2 separate regions of the Mus musculus genome follow, and region 2 is linked to region 1. A link is a contact called in public targeted proximity ligation data. All regions are on one chromosome and are shown on one strand. The core of a region is the stretch at or near the end of the contact, and the rest is flanking DNA. Distances in the headings are between cores, read along the strand shown.

Region 1 (7,648 bases), core at 2,079-4,578:
TTTTTTTCCTAGGACAGATGCTATCTTACAGCCAGGTTTGGGAAGTGATGCTAATTTTGTACCACGGATGTGCTGATCAATGCCCAACCTACACTACTGTGTCGCCACTAACTCTGTCTACATCCGAAACACCCCTATTACCCTGAAAGAAGCCCTAATACCTACTAATCAGCTACCTTGCCTCTTCCAGCCTTGGCTACCACCTGTGCTATTATTAAAAACTTTGCTGGGCATGGTGGTACAGGCCTTTAATTCCAGCGATTAGTGGACAGAAGCTGGCTTGGTCTCTCCAGCAAATTCCAAGCCAGCCAGGGATCCAAGGTGTCTTAGTGAGGGTTTGTATTCCTGCACAAACATCATGACCAAAAAGCAAGTTGGGGAGGAAAGGGTTTATTCAGCTTACACTTCCATACTGCTGTTCATCACCAAAGGAAGTCAGGACTGGAACTCAAGCAGGTCAGGAAGCAGAAGCTGATGCAGAGGCCATGGAGGGATGTTCTTTACTGGCTTGCTTCCCCTGGTTTGCTCAGCCTGCTCTCTTACAGAACCCAAGACTACCATCCCAGGGATGGCACCAACCACAATGGGCTAGGCCCTTCCCCCTTGATCACTAATTGAGAAAATGCCTCACAGCTGGATCTCATGGAGGCATTTCCTCAAGGAAGGCTCCTTTCTCTGTGATAACTCCAGCCTGTGTCAAGTTGACACACAAAACCAGCCAGCACACAAGTTAAGACCCTGCCTCAAAAAACCAACAAAACAAAACTTTCTTCTTTCGACAGGGTCTCCCATAGCCTCAGCTAGCCTCCAATTCCTTCTATAGCCAAGGATAACCCTGAACTCTTGATTTTCTTGCCTTTATCGCTCAAGTGTTGGGATTACTGGCTTGCTCCATAATTTCTAGCTAAAAGTAGTTTTCTTTATTGAAAATTAAAGCTGTGAAATTGAGAGCTCTATCAGTGTGTCCCCTTCCTTCCCGTTCTGTTGCTGCATCTACCCCACTCTTCAGGTGAGAGGAGAAAGCATTTGGGATGCGGTTTTATACTACCTCCTTTTGCTACCTTTAAGAGGAGTGACTTCCTGGGGTCATTGCGATGTGTCCACAAAAGGAAATGGGGGACCTGTCTGATCTTTCTCTGCTTCCCATCCTAAGATGGGACATTGTTCCTACACATTCTCCCATCAGGGTACACCATTGTATAAGAGGCTAAAGTAGCCGTCCCTTGCATTCCTCAGTCTTGGACCCTGAACCTTGAAAACCACGAGATAAAGAAACCTTTCCCTTTTATCGGTAACTTGTCTCAGGTATTCAGGGTAGCGATGTGAAGCTGACTAATACACGGTACTGCGGACAAATCGGTAGCTGGTGTTGGCCATGATTTGTTATTCCAGATGTATAAGACCCTTGTCTCACGTTCTAGCTCCTCATGGCCTGGAGAACAGTGGACACAGTAACAGACAATGAACCCTGAGAGTTCACCACTGAGAACACTCGAGGGAACTTTCGAAGAACCCCACACTAGAAGAGTGGGGACACAGCTTAGCAGCACAGTGCTTGAGCGGTCCCAGCGTGGTGACCGCATTGTTAGATCTCCAGCATCACAAAACCATGAGGAGACTGAGGTGTGGTGGGAAGGCAGGGTAGAGGGAAGAGATGGGAAGTATCTTGTGTAGGTATAGATACACGAGGGCTTTTAATACTGCCAATCAAATGCTGGACATACAGAGAAAAGGGCAAATGGACAGGCAGGGCTTCCGTTACAAGAGCAGAAACCTCTCTGAACACAAAGTACCCCGGTCACATGAAAGCAAAACAAAACCAGGAGAAACCAAAGAATGTTCTTTGATCCTGCACCACAGCCCTGCTCTCAGGTAGAGTTGGAACAACTCAAGACCCCTCCACATTGTCCAGGGTTCTGCGCCCAGATTCTGGGGCCCAGGCGTCCCCCACATTCTATGGCAAGGGGGCCAGGAAATTCTGTCTCCACAGGACCTCAAAGGTTTTCTTCTGAAATAAGAAGTTATAATCATGGCCCTGTGAAAGACAGTCTGGATAAATATGATATTACTTCCGGGGTGATGGAGAGAGGGCTCAGTGGTTAAGGACGCTTGCTGCTCTTCCGCAGGACTGGTTTGATGTCTTTCACTACCCTGGGCTGCTTACAACTGCTTGTGACTACAGCTCCAGAAGATCTGGCTCCCTCTGCTGGCTACTGTAGGTATGGACACTCAACCACATCCATATCCACACCCACAGACATATAAAGGCCCGTCCCCCTTTATGACGTAATTGTGATGAAGCGGGGTTACTTATGAGACGCCCCCCCAAGCCTCTCATATACATTAGTTTTTAAAACAGATAATCTGGTTTTTAAATTAACTGCTTTTATGTTGTTTTGATATATGAGTGCTCTGTCTGCAAGTATACCTGCAGACCAGAGGAGGGCATCAGATCCCTTTATAGATGGTCGTGGGCCACCATGTGGTTGCTGGGGATTGACCTCAGGACCTTTGGAAGTGCAGTCAGCGCTCTTAACCACTCAGCCATCTCTCTAGCACCTAAAATTACAGGTTTTAAATGTATTTGTTTTATATGCATTGGTGTTTTGTTTGCATATTTATCTGTGTGAGGGTGTCAGATCTCCTGGACCTGGAATTACAGATAGTTGTGAGGTGCTATGTGGGTGCTGGGAATTGAACCTGGGTCCTCTGGAAGAGGAGTTGGTGAGTGCTCTTAACCACTGAGCCATCTCTCCAGCTCCAATTACGGGTTTAAAAAGAGTTTCCTTGGAGTTTCTTGTAAGTGACTACCCTGACACGGATGCCAGGATTTGAACTCTAGCCCTTGTGCTGGAGCAGAAGGGCTCTTAAGCCATCTCTCCAGCCTGAGTGGTAACCATTTTGTTTGCTGTGTGTTTGTTGTGGTGGTATTCCAACCCAGGGCCTTCTCTCACATGCTAGGCAAGTTCTTTGCCACTGAGCCACACCTTGGCACCTTTTAAAAACTGCCAATACCATTAGGCTTCCAAAGAATTCCACACTGCTTCTAGCTGAGATTTCCCACGGCTCCTTCAAAATGTCTCCTTCAGTACTGCTGTTGAGCCTCAGGGAGGTTAGTGTGAAGGCTCCCTGTGGGCATCGCTAGGCTGTTCCCAGACCACTGAGGCAGCAGCTGTATACTTATCAGTAAGTCCTTAGTTCTGAGACAGGGTCTGACTGCAGTGCATCCTGCTGCTCCTTCAACTGCAGGCATTGCCACGGGGCAGGCAGGCATGAGGCTGGGGGCCCTGGGGCTGCTGATAAAAATCACCGTCCCGTCCCGTTGTGACAGAGTCAGAGCCCAGCTCTGCCAGCAGAGTTACAGAGACCTTCAAAGTAGGCCAGGAGTTAAAGTTTAACTTACTTTGAGGACAAAGTGCAAGTTTTCTCAGATACTACAATATAAAAAATTCCTCCCTCTTTCTCCTTCCTACCTTTCCATTTTGGAAACTGAATCCAGGGCTTATAGATTACTGGATAAGCACTCTCCCACTGAGATATGCCCTCAGCCTTCAAAGTAGCTTTTTTTTTTTTTAAAGATCTATTTATTTATTGTATGTATGTGAGTACACTATCGCTCTCTTCAGACAGACCAGAAGAGGGCATCAGATCCCATCAGAGATGGTTGTGAGCCACTAAGTAGCTGCTGGGAAATGAACTCAGGATTTCTAGAGCAAACTGAGCCATCTCTCTAGTTCCCTCAAAGTAGCTTTTTAATGAATGAATGAATGAATGAATGATTATTATTTTTAATCGCAGGTATGTGCCACTGTACCTAACAAAAGTGGCTTATGGATAGCCCTGGCTATCCTGGAACGCACTATATGGACCAGATTTGCTTATTTGCTTTTGCTATAGGGTCTTACATGATAGCTCAGACTAGCCTTTGAACTGGCTATGTAGCCAAGGCAGGCCTTGAATTCTTGCCTCTACTTCTTGAGTGCTGGGACTATAGCTATGTTAAGACTGTGTCTGGCAAAAGTATCATTTTCAAAGGCAAGCCAGTGGTTTTTCTCTTCTGGGGAATGATATACTGGAGAAAACCAGTCTGGGCCAGGCTCTGAACAGTTCCTTCTGCTTCAGGTCTTGTCAACATCCTGATGCCTGAGTTGCATAGCAACCCGGGTATCAATGAGGAGAAGGGTTCAACTACAAGCCAGCCTCCCTGCCGAGGCAGACAGCCGTAAAGTCACGGCAAAGCCAGTGACTGACTCCCTCTCAAACGGTCCCCAACACCGCATTCCAGATGAGTTTACCCCTTATGGATTTTGACTTCTGAACATACCTGGAAGGAGAAGACAGCCAGATTTGCTTGTTTGGGGTCTGCTTGTTGATCACGTAGGTCCCTAGATCCCCGCCCAGCTTAATGGTGAGCACGCCATCCTAGGGGGTCAGGTGGCAGGAAGTGTGAAAAAATAGATTAGTTAGTACTGTGATACACACACACACACACACACACACACGTAAATATATAAACATAAATAAAAATAAAATACGTTTCTGACCCATTCTGACCCTGAGAGTAATGTTTTTACCATACAAGCTCCTATGTTTGGATACACAAACACACACACACACAAACACACACACACACACACACGTATGCACATACACACTCGCGTTCATATACATGCTCATATCTCAATGCCTTTCATGTATCCAAGGATATAACAGACACCATTAAGAAAAGGGGGCTGGGGATACAGCCCACTGGCAGTGTGTTCTGGCTTTGGGAAACCCCATGTTCAATTCTTGGCACCAAAACCAAACAAACTTTAATGCTCAAAAACAGGAGCTTGTATGGTAAGAACGTTACTCTTAGGGTCAGAGGTTTGTTTTACGTTTATTTATGCACGTGTTTCTGTTCACGTGTATGTGCATGAATGCCCTTAGAGGCCAGAGACACACAGGACAGCTGCAGGGCCGGAGTTACAGGCATCTATAAGCCACCTGATGTGATATGGCTGCTGGGATCCAGGCTCTGGTTCTCATGATAAAGTAGCAAGCGTTTAACCACGGAGCCATCTCTGCAGCCACCACGAGTGAATGAATCGTAATAGCATACGATGAATGCCTGAAGCTCATAGCGCTTTCTCTCTGCCTGTGTGGTCGCCAAGACAAGTTAAGTCTTGCCTGAGATCTCAGCCATGGTAAACAGGACCGCTAGCCAACCGCAACACGTACTAACGCAGACTAAACTCTAACAGCGTCTGTCCAAGTGTCAGACCTGAGTCCATCACGAAAACACGGAAAGAAAGTGATTGTGGTGGCAAAATCTGTAAGGTCAGGATTTGGGAGGCTAAGGTGGGGGATGGTGAGTTTGAGGCCAGCAGGCTGCACCACAGAACGCAAAACAGAAAAGGAGAAGAAAGTAATCCATGCCCTTTCTCGTTTGTCTTAGAAGAGCGGACGGAGCGGCCCAGGCCTACCTGTGTTAGTTCCAGACCCTTCCCAGACATCCAGCGAGTGCTCCAGACTCCATACAGCTTTAGTTCCCTCTAAAAAGCCTTGCACTCTCAAAAGACTGGCCAGTCCATTTTTACCCAATAAATGAACATTTAAATTTGAAAGCACCCCACAAAGGAGCCCTTCACTCTGAGGGCTTTAGTCTCCTTAGAATGCAGAATATGAAACAAAGGCTAGGCACTAAGCACACTTTAAAGGGGCCGGGTATTGCTTCTGGAAAGCAGGTGGGAGCCTCTTGTTGCCCAGATGCACCCCCGCCTTTCTGTGCACTCTGCAGAGGGCCAATCCAATCAGGAGACTTGGACGGATTCTCACAGCACACTCTTAGAAACACAGCCAACCATTTATATAAACTAGAGGCTGGGATGGATAATAATGTAACCAATAGACACGGGAGGGGACAGTAGTGCTCTCTTCTCTCTCTCTCTCTCTCTCTCTCTCTCTCTCTCTCTCTCTGAGATAGGGTTTCATTAGGTAATTCAGGAAGGTAACAACCTTGTAATATTTGTGCCTCTGTTTGCCAAGGAAGAGATAGGTCTGATGCTGAGGCTCCCCTGGGAGAATCCTTGCCTATGACACACAAGGCTCTGGGTTCCCTCCCCACAGGGGTCAGGCTTCGTAATCCCAGGGCTCAGGTGGTAGAAGATCAGAAACTCAAGGCCATCCTTGGCTACATCCTAGTTGAGGCCAGCCTGGGCAACGTGAAACCCTATCAAAAAATGAAACAAGATAGCAACAACAACAACAACGACAAAAACAAGCGACACAAACCAACCCCACAAAAGTTCCTGATGGAGATGTGGGCATTCAGGCAGAACAAACCCAGACAGACCTTCTACAGACATACTAATCTCTCTTTATTTAGGCCAGGGGTTTGTAACCTTTCTAGTACAACACAGTTCCTAATGTTGTGGTGACCTTCAATCATAACACTTTTTGTTACTACTTCATAACTGTAATTTTTCTACCGTTATGAATCATAATGTATATTTGGAGATAGAGGTTTGCCAAAGGGGTCACAAGCCACAGGTTGAGAACCTCTGACTTAGAGCCCAGTGTGTGCCTGGATCTGTGTCTGGACAAGGTAACTGTTTTCAACTAGACCACAGTGTGGAGGTAGGACTCACTATCTCAGTTTTGCCAAAGAGGTTCATGGTGGCAAAAAACAAAGCAAAATATTAGCAACCAGTAGAGTTGCTGAAAAGCAGGGCCGTTTGGGCTCAAAAGCAGTTTTTCTTGTAGGCAACCCGTTCCCCCTCTGGAACCTTCATTCTCGGCTGCTAGTTTATATATTTTCTCTCTTTTATCTTTGGGAAAAAAAAACATTAAATTTGCCTGTAACTAACTAAGTTACACAGTGGAGTAGTATTGAGTCCATTCATATTGTTACTCTAGAGCCATTCAGAAATACCCCCACATTGTAAAAACTGAAACCCTGTATACACATTCAATGTTAACTTCTCCCAAACACATGGCTCTCTACCCAATTCCACAGTTTTCTGCTGCTAGCTATAGGCTAACACTCAGTGAAATCAGTCACCTCTGACTTACCCAGGCAATAAATGTCCCCCTGGGTGTTCCACCCGTGGCGAGGCCTGAAGGTCCAGCGCAAATGAATGCCAAGGACTAACTCTCCAGATGTGACTTCCAGGTCTGCTCTCCTTCCTAACCAGCCTGGGCCTGCACAAGTTGCATCACTCTGGCTTGGCTCCCAACATCTGCCTGGCCTCCTCAAGGGCTCCACACCTGTACCTGTCACCTTCTACAGCTAGGTGACCACACCAGGGACAGCTCTCCTAACCACTGCGTTCTCAATTTACTCTCTGATCCCCAGTCTTTGGAGAGATCCAGGAGTGGATATTAATTAAACAGTTGTGTGTTCCAAAACCAAAATAAGCCAAGCAGAAAGCCACCCATGAGAGACCTGACTTGCAGTGCTTGGGCTGTCTTCCAGCATCCTCCCTGAAGTCCCCTCTTGCTCCGGGACTGTGCAGGTGGCTCTGGGAAGGCTACCTGGGGCTCTCCACTTGGCAGAGTCCTTACAGACTATCTCCTGCTTTGAACTGCCTCTGCATCGACTTGTATGTCAGGGGGCCTGCTGTCCCCCCACCATTTCCACCATTTTGAGCCCCTAAGAACAGAC
Region 2 (7,648 bases), core at 3,540-6,039, 350 kb after region 1:
CTCGTGTCCTTGTCTTTTCATCTTTAAAATGATGGGAAGAGAAGAAATTGTCCCTTAAATAACTCCCATGTATGAGTAAAGCTACACACAGCTCCAGACATTTTCGATAAGTTATCCCCACATCTTATTTGATAGCTTCTCTTTGATTGTACTATATATCGCAGCTCTAGAAGCCTTATAGCTCCTCTGCCAGCATGTGGGAGGAGAAGGTTTTTCTTCTCCTTCTCTCTGTGATCTGTCTCTTCAAAAGATGCTCAGATGAAGGTTGCTGGAAGACCATAGAGCTAACAGATGCTCTCCCATCCGTGGGGGAATGCTGCAGCGTGTAGATCAGAAATCAGTCCTTGAACAAAGATCCCCCCCCCCCCCCCCGCAGACTCATAGCATTGGGACACTGCAGAGAATCTGCTGCCACTCATGGGGACTTTACCTGGTGAGTTGGACTTAGGGTTGTAGACTAAAATACTGTATAGTCACTGAAATCTAGGTTTCAGGTAAAGCCATTTGCTTAAGTTGCATAAGTTAAACATAGTGGCCATGCAGAGGGAGTGTGTGCATCTTAATAGTGTATTCACTTTTATCTTGAACTCAGAATTCATGTGTTGAATCTGGCAGCAGTATTTGGCGTGGATTCTTTTTTTGGTTTGAACCTGAAATGTCTCCCACATTCTTGTGTGAACACCTGGCAGCCTGCTGTTGCTGCTGTTTTAGGAGCTGTGGAGACTGACAGGAAGCAGTGGGTCACTGGGGGGGCGGGGGGGATTTTAAGCCCTGTAGTCTGGTTCTGTTTCTGATCAGCCACAATGTAAGAAGAAGCTGCCTCCTCGTGCCCCAGCCACCAGGTCAATCCCAATGTGATGGGCTATGGTGGACAGTGAAGGTGTGAGCCCAGATGACCTGTTGAACAAGTTGCTGCTGTCTGACATTTTGCCACCGAATGAGGATGGTGGCACAAACTCCCACTGTTACTTTTCCTAGACTCTTCACCAAGCCTCAGGTATAGTGAAAACACACAAACTGTGTTCTTACTGTAGAAATAAAGATGTCAAACTTCAGACTGTTTTGAACATATGAGAAAAATCATGAAGAGATTCATGTGATAGGATGGGTATTCCTTGTTCCCTGTGGTCATGACAGAAACTCGAATGAAAGTCTGGCTCCAAATTTAGAGAAAATGAAGTTGTTTGTTTGTTTGTTTGTTTGCTTGCTTGTTTTCACACTTTTCTTCTTGAAAAAAGAAGATGGGCTTTTTTTCCCCATTTCAAATGTTAAGGTAAATAAAGTATTATTGGATCATCTAGCATTGGAGTAGGATGCCTTGGTTTAGGGATGCCAGTGTTTCCTTGTAGGAACTGGTAGCTATCCTTAACGAAAAGATGCACAGATAGGTAGATATGAAAGGTGGATAGGTAGGTAAGTGGGTAGTTAGGTAGATGATAGATAGATAGATAGATAGATAGATAGATAGATAGATAGATAGATAGATATGCAGACAGACATTGGATTCTGAACATCATGGGCATGTGTTTCTGTGTGCCTCATCATTTCTGAGTGCCAGAAGGGAGCCCTCATTTGGGCTCGGCCTCTATGACAAGCTCTCGGACAAAGGGCAGTGTGAACACAAAGTCAGCTCTGTCTTGGCAGGCTTCCCTGACTACCTGGTCTTCATGCCTCTTCCTAGCATTGTCCCAGCTCCAGCACACACTTAGATACCTCAGCACCTTAGGAGGGAATCAACAGGACACAGTGCTCCCTGGAGGAGAAAGCAAGCAAACTATTTACACAGGGAGATTGAGTCTGATTCATTAACGAACTTGCATTGTTCTAAGATCTCCATGACCGGAGAAACATACCACAACCTTTATTTCCACAGATAAATAAGGTTAAGCCTTAAAAAGACTCAGTAACATATAAAGTAACAGAAAAAGATTCAGTAATTTTTTTAATTGGGTATTTATTTCAATTACATTTCCAATGCTATCCCAAAAGTCCCCCACACGCTCCCCCACCCACTCCCCTACCTACCCACCCCCACTTCTTGGCCCTGGCGTTCCCCTGTACTGAGGCATATAAAGTTTGCACAACCAATGGGCCTCTCTTTCCACTGATGGCCGACTAGGCCATCTTCTGATTCATATGCAGCTAGAGACACGAGCTTGGGGGGAGAGGGGTATTGGTTAGTTCATATTGTTGTTCCACCTATAGGATTGCAGATCCCTTCAGCTCCTTGAGTACTTTCCCTAGCTCCTCCATTGGGGGCCCTGTGATCCATCCAATAGCTGACTGTGAGCATCCACTTCTGTGTTTGCCAGGCCCCGGCATAGTCTCATAAGAGACAGCCATATCTGGGTCCTTTTAGTAAAATCTTGCTAGTGTATGCAATGAAGATTCAGTAATTTATGAAGAGATCAGTTTAACACAAAATGACATTTCTTTTCCATTCTGCCACAATCACTTTTTAAAAAACGGTTGTCTTTGAATGTCTTTGCCCAGCCACCACTATTCTCTAGTGTGCGACACACGATTCAGATGACACACTGATGCCACCTGCTTGGCATCCTCAGGCATCTGATCAAAATTTCACGTTCGTGTTTGAAGTCCCTGCATCAACATCGTTTAATGCTCCCGGTGGCTGTGCAAAGACTTGAGTGGCAGGTTTCAATCAGTGCGGAGAACACTGATAAATATGCTCAGAGCCAAAAGGTGTTTTTCCAGAATCCCCCACCAGTAATTAGAATGCCAATGTCCTCTTTCCTTTGGCAGAGTCAACAGCAGAGAAGACTGTGTGACCCATACAGTATTAGGTGAAAGTCATTATACTCCCAGGAATCAGATTTAGATTAGAAGGACAGCTAAAGAAAGTGGAAAAGTTGGAATTAAAGAAAAAGACACTGTTCAGTCTAATTTGTATTTTGTTCATAGATCCAATCTAGTAAAGATCTCTGTCTCCTCCAAGTATTCAATCTGCTTTGTTACTAATAATAGCGACAATGACGACGACGATGACAACAACCACCACCACCACCACCACCACAACAATAAAATGATTGGTGATAGACTGGCTGAAGAAGTCATAGGCAATGCTCTTCAGTAGCATGCTCAGAGAAATGCTCTGGGGTCCCATGGGAATGAGCAAGAGGCAGTGGTCAGGAGTGTCCTTATTTCCCTCTTGGTCACTGTGCTGTTGAGCAGCATTCAGAGGAGCAGCCATTAAACTCACTCCTGGTGCGGTCGAAGCTGGTCTGTTCTGGCCTCTGTTTACAAAGAAGAAAGAGAGGGCAGGCAGGTGTCCAGAGCATGCATCTAGGAAAGGATGGTTGACCATTGTCTGTAATGGGTGGCTTACCTCAGGTGATAGAACACTGTTCTTTGATTATGTTTCCAAAACCAAGGCACATTCAGTGGTCAACTCTGCCAAGCAGATCCACCCATGTCTCTCTTGTGTATGTGCTTTCCTCTGTTTACTCCAGCAAAGAGCCACAGAATCAGGGTCAATTTGCCTTTCTATTGCCTAAATATCAAAAAGATGCTACCTCCCAACTCATTTAAACCTGCTGTTAGCCTCCCTGGGAAAGACTATCATCAATAGTACCATCAACTGGGGCATAGAGTAGAGAAATATTTCCAAGTCTGGTAAGTGGCAGAGTGGATGTTTCTGATCACTTCACTCTAGTTTTGATTATTGCCAATGCACCGCAAAGCTCTTACCCTTAGCCTCAGTTCTCCTAGTGACTGGAGAATAAAGTTTCCTGAGTGAGAGAGGTGGGGAGGGAGTTTTAGGAGAAGCAGACTGATAGGATGGAGAAGAGAAAATATGCTATGGCTATGCTCTTAACCTCACGGAACAGTTGGAATCAGCTCAAGGAATGGAATTCAAGGCTTCCCAGCGAGATGTTAGGGATCGCCTTAAAGATGGCTAGGTGATTTCAGAGAGAAAAAAAAATCTACTTTAGCAGCTGCCTCATCTTTTGGTTCTGAAATGGTTGGAAGTGCTTTAGATTTTGCTGAAGCTAGGGTAAATTCCTTTTTGGATATAAAGAACACATCTGTGTGAAGATGGTGCTAATGGATTTATAATGTTATGATTTGAATGGTTGAAAGTCCATCACAGGCTCTAAGGTGTTTAAAATCCTCAGTCCACTGCCATTTTAGGAGGTGTCTTAGTCAGGGTTTCTATTCTGGCACAAAACATCATGACCAAGAAGCAAGTTGGGGAGGAAAGGGTTTATTCAGCTTATACTTCCACATTGCTGTTCATCACCAAAAGAAGTCGGGACTAGACCTCACACAGGGTAGGAACTTGGAGGCAATGGAGGGATGCTGTGTACTGGATTGCTTCCACTGGCTTGCTCAGCTTGCCTTCTTATTGAACCCAGGACGACCAGCCCAAGGATGGCACCACTCTCAATGAGCCCTCCCCTCTTGGTCACTAATTAAGAAAATGCCTTACAGCTGGATCTCATGGAGGCATTTCCTCAACAGAGGCTCCTTTCTCTGTGGTAACTCCAGCTTGTGCCAAGTTGACACACAAAACCAGCCAGTACAGGAATTGTGGACCTTTGGGACATAGGACAGAGATGGTTGACATAACCAGGAGGGATGATGGGTCTTTAGGGTTGAAGGCCAGCCGTGCTTCTGTCCCAAGCTCTCTGCTTCCGGCCCACCCTTTCTGCTTCCTGATCTGCTAAGATACAAAGAAGCCCAGCCACAAGATACTGCCACAGATCCAGCCACGACTGACTGTCCCGCCCCCTTTAAACTGTCAGTCAAAATCAACCTCTCCTCCCTTACAGAACAACTGCTTCTGTAAGGTCTTCTGGGACAGCAATGAGAAATGGAACTACTAGGGATGACGATGCTCTGTGTCATCCCAATGGGGGGGCACATTTAAGAGGGGACATTATTAATAAGTACACAAGGACAAAGGATGTGGTGAATGAGTGAGCAGACACAGTCACCCTCACTATAAATAGCGAACTAGAATCTTCAAGGCATGACACAGGCTTTTCCCAGTTGGGACATCACATGACGCCCTTGTCATCCTTGCCCTGGCTGATCACTGATGAGTCAGCCAGGTTTGCCAAATGTTGTGAGAACACACCTGAGTTCTGACAAGAGCCCAGTGGATAGCCTGCTGGCCTGCTTTTGCCTGTTCCTGAAGAAGTCCTTCAGTAGAGCACCCTCAAATGCTGGGCCAGGCGCTACAGGTGCCCATGGTTTGTGACCACTGAACACTCGGCTGGGTGCCACTGTTGCGTTTGGTTGGACTTCTCTTTAAGCTGGGGCATCACTCTGCTTCAGTGGAGAGCGGCGGGGTGTCAGGAGCAGGTGTCAGAGGCCTAGCCTGTTTCCTATTTTGACATTTCATCAAGATGGGATTTAGAGACTAGAAAAGATAACATTGCAATATCTGACCTTAAGAAGGAGACAATAGCTAGGCCTTCAGTGTTTAGACACTCCTCGGATCATGTATTGGTTGGATAGCCCTGGCTTCCCTTTTTATTGTTAATATATGTCTCCTTGGCCTCCTGCCAACTAAGACACAGAAGAAAGAAATAGAAACATTTAGCAGGGAGGAAAGTGTGGGGAACTGAAGGGCTGGCATGGGGTAGTGATTTCTTGTTGTGCACAAGGAGTGGACGTACCCTAGGCTGTCCAGGGTGCAGGCCCTCACATGTTACCCGTGTATGTGACTTCTCTCTTTTGTTCAATCATTTAGGGCAAAGGAAAAAAAAAATTGAGGCAGAGTCTTACTATCTAGTTCTGACTAGCGTGGAACTCCCTATGAAGACCAAGCTGATCTCAAACTCAGAGATTGACCTGCCTCAGAATTCTGAGCACACAGGAATATCTATGTGGCTCCTGCCTCTAACAACAGGAGCAGCTGGCGTGTTCATAGGAGGCTGTGCACTGTGACACGGCCAGAAGACAGGAGTGCCTCTAAGTAGTGGGTTTGGTCTGGGGCTGCTATACATTCAGATGCTAAATTCTGTACCCCAAGATCTGGTTGTCCCCAAGAAAGAGATCCTCAGGGACAAGGAGATTCCCATCTACACTGAGTGATGCTATGTAACCTTGCTTCCCAAGTTAAGTGGTCAATAAAAGGCTAAAGCCTATGGTTGGGTAAGAGATAAGAGGTTTTGAGTTACCTGGCCACATGCTTGTGGTTTATCTCCTCTCATGAAACTTCACCTCTCTCTATACCACACTCCCTCCAGTAATTGGCTGTTACCAGTTTTATTTAACCAATACTTTCAAATTGGGGAACGAGATTTACATAGCATCACGTGGTGTCCATGAGGGTCTCCTTGTTGGGGAAACCAGATCTTAGGGTACAGAATTTAGCATTTGAATGTGTAGCAGCCCCAGACCAAACCACTACACCTCTAATGGCAGTTCTTAACTTGGGCACCTGGAATTGAAGGTGTGGGCTACCGTGTCTGGTGAGAGAAATGTTTTGAACATTGAAAAAATAGCCTGTAGTATTTTCTAAAAAAATATTCAAACATTAACAAAATATGTAAGGTGGGAAGCAGACACTTCCTTAGTCAGCCCCTTAGTTCCAGTGTGTAGGAATGAATACCCTTGACATTTTCCTTTTGATACTGTCTAGGTGCACATAAAGAAATCCTATGCACATACTTCCTGTGCATGCCCTACTGTTTTATTGTTTATTTTTAAAATATAGCTACAAAAGGGAGGTATCTCAGAAGGTAATAAACATAGTGCCTTTCAAACGTAAATTTCTGTGATTTCTAAACGACGTTATATAGAGAAAGCTCTGCTGAAGGCCTGAAATGCTTTACTCACTATACTTAAAGTTAATTTCAGGGTGTGTGTGTGAGTGTGTGTGTGTGTGTGTGTGTGTGTGTGTGTGTGTGTGTGAAACAGATCTTGCTATGCTGCCCGAACAGCCTAGGCTCTCATGCTTTGATGATTCACCCACCTTCTCTGGTTATCTAGAACTCCAAACACCTGCCACATCTTGCTTGCTCTGATATTTTTATTTATTTTTATTTTTTTCTTCATTAAAAATGTACTAGATGCTTGGGGGAAAGGAAACACATTTCCTTCCAATGCCTGGGTCTGAAGAGACAAGGTGCTCATGTTACTCCCGCTATTCAGAACTGGATACACTGGCGGACAAGTTTTAGCCATCAATGGTTCAAGCAGAAGCCACTGGACTAACCAATTAGGAAGTTGAAAAGCAGTGGTTCTCAACCAGTGGGTTGAGACCCCTTTGGGACTTGAACGCTCTTTCCACACGGGTCACCTGAGACCACTGGAAAACAGATATTTCCATTACAGTTCATAAAAGTAGCAAAATTACAATTATAAAGTAGTAACAGAATAGATTCATGGCTGGGGGGTCACCACAACTGTATTAAAGGACCACAGCATTAGGAGGGTTGAGAACCATTGCTGTAGAGACTGAAGCTCCAGAGGGCATTGCGCAGAGCTCGAGGGGGTGTATCCTCAGCCCACTGCAGTGTTCTGACTGTTGGGACCTGCTAAGGCTGCAGGTATTGCCTTGTGAATGGCTTATGCATGAGACTGCAGCTTTTCTCAGCAGGGCAGCTGGCCCTGGAAGCTGCCCACAGTGACCAGGGCACAGGATTGCCTGCAGGCAGCTTTCTACTTGAGTACC

The links.
Region 2: a targeted proximity ligation map of pancreatic cancer cells shows a contact between it and region 1. A contact is called at or near these places in 4 of 130 datasets of targeted methods (embryonic basal ganglia, embryonic hindbrain, neural tube and 1 more).

The regions. Positions count from the first base shown.
Region 1 is chr19:24,262,978-24,270,625 of GRCm38.p6, forward strand. Fxn (frataxin) reads right to left here. Exons shown (of 5, transcript NM_008044.3): 4 at 4,325-4,422. Among named protein-coding and RNA genes, the nearest start is that of Fxn, 14 kb to the right of the region's middle.
Region 2 is chr19:24,611,057-24,618,704 of GRCm38.p6, forward strand. No RefSeq gene overlaps it. Among named protein-coding and RNA genes, the nearest start is that of Gm50341, 59 kb to the left of the region's middle.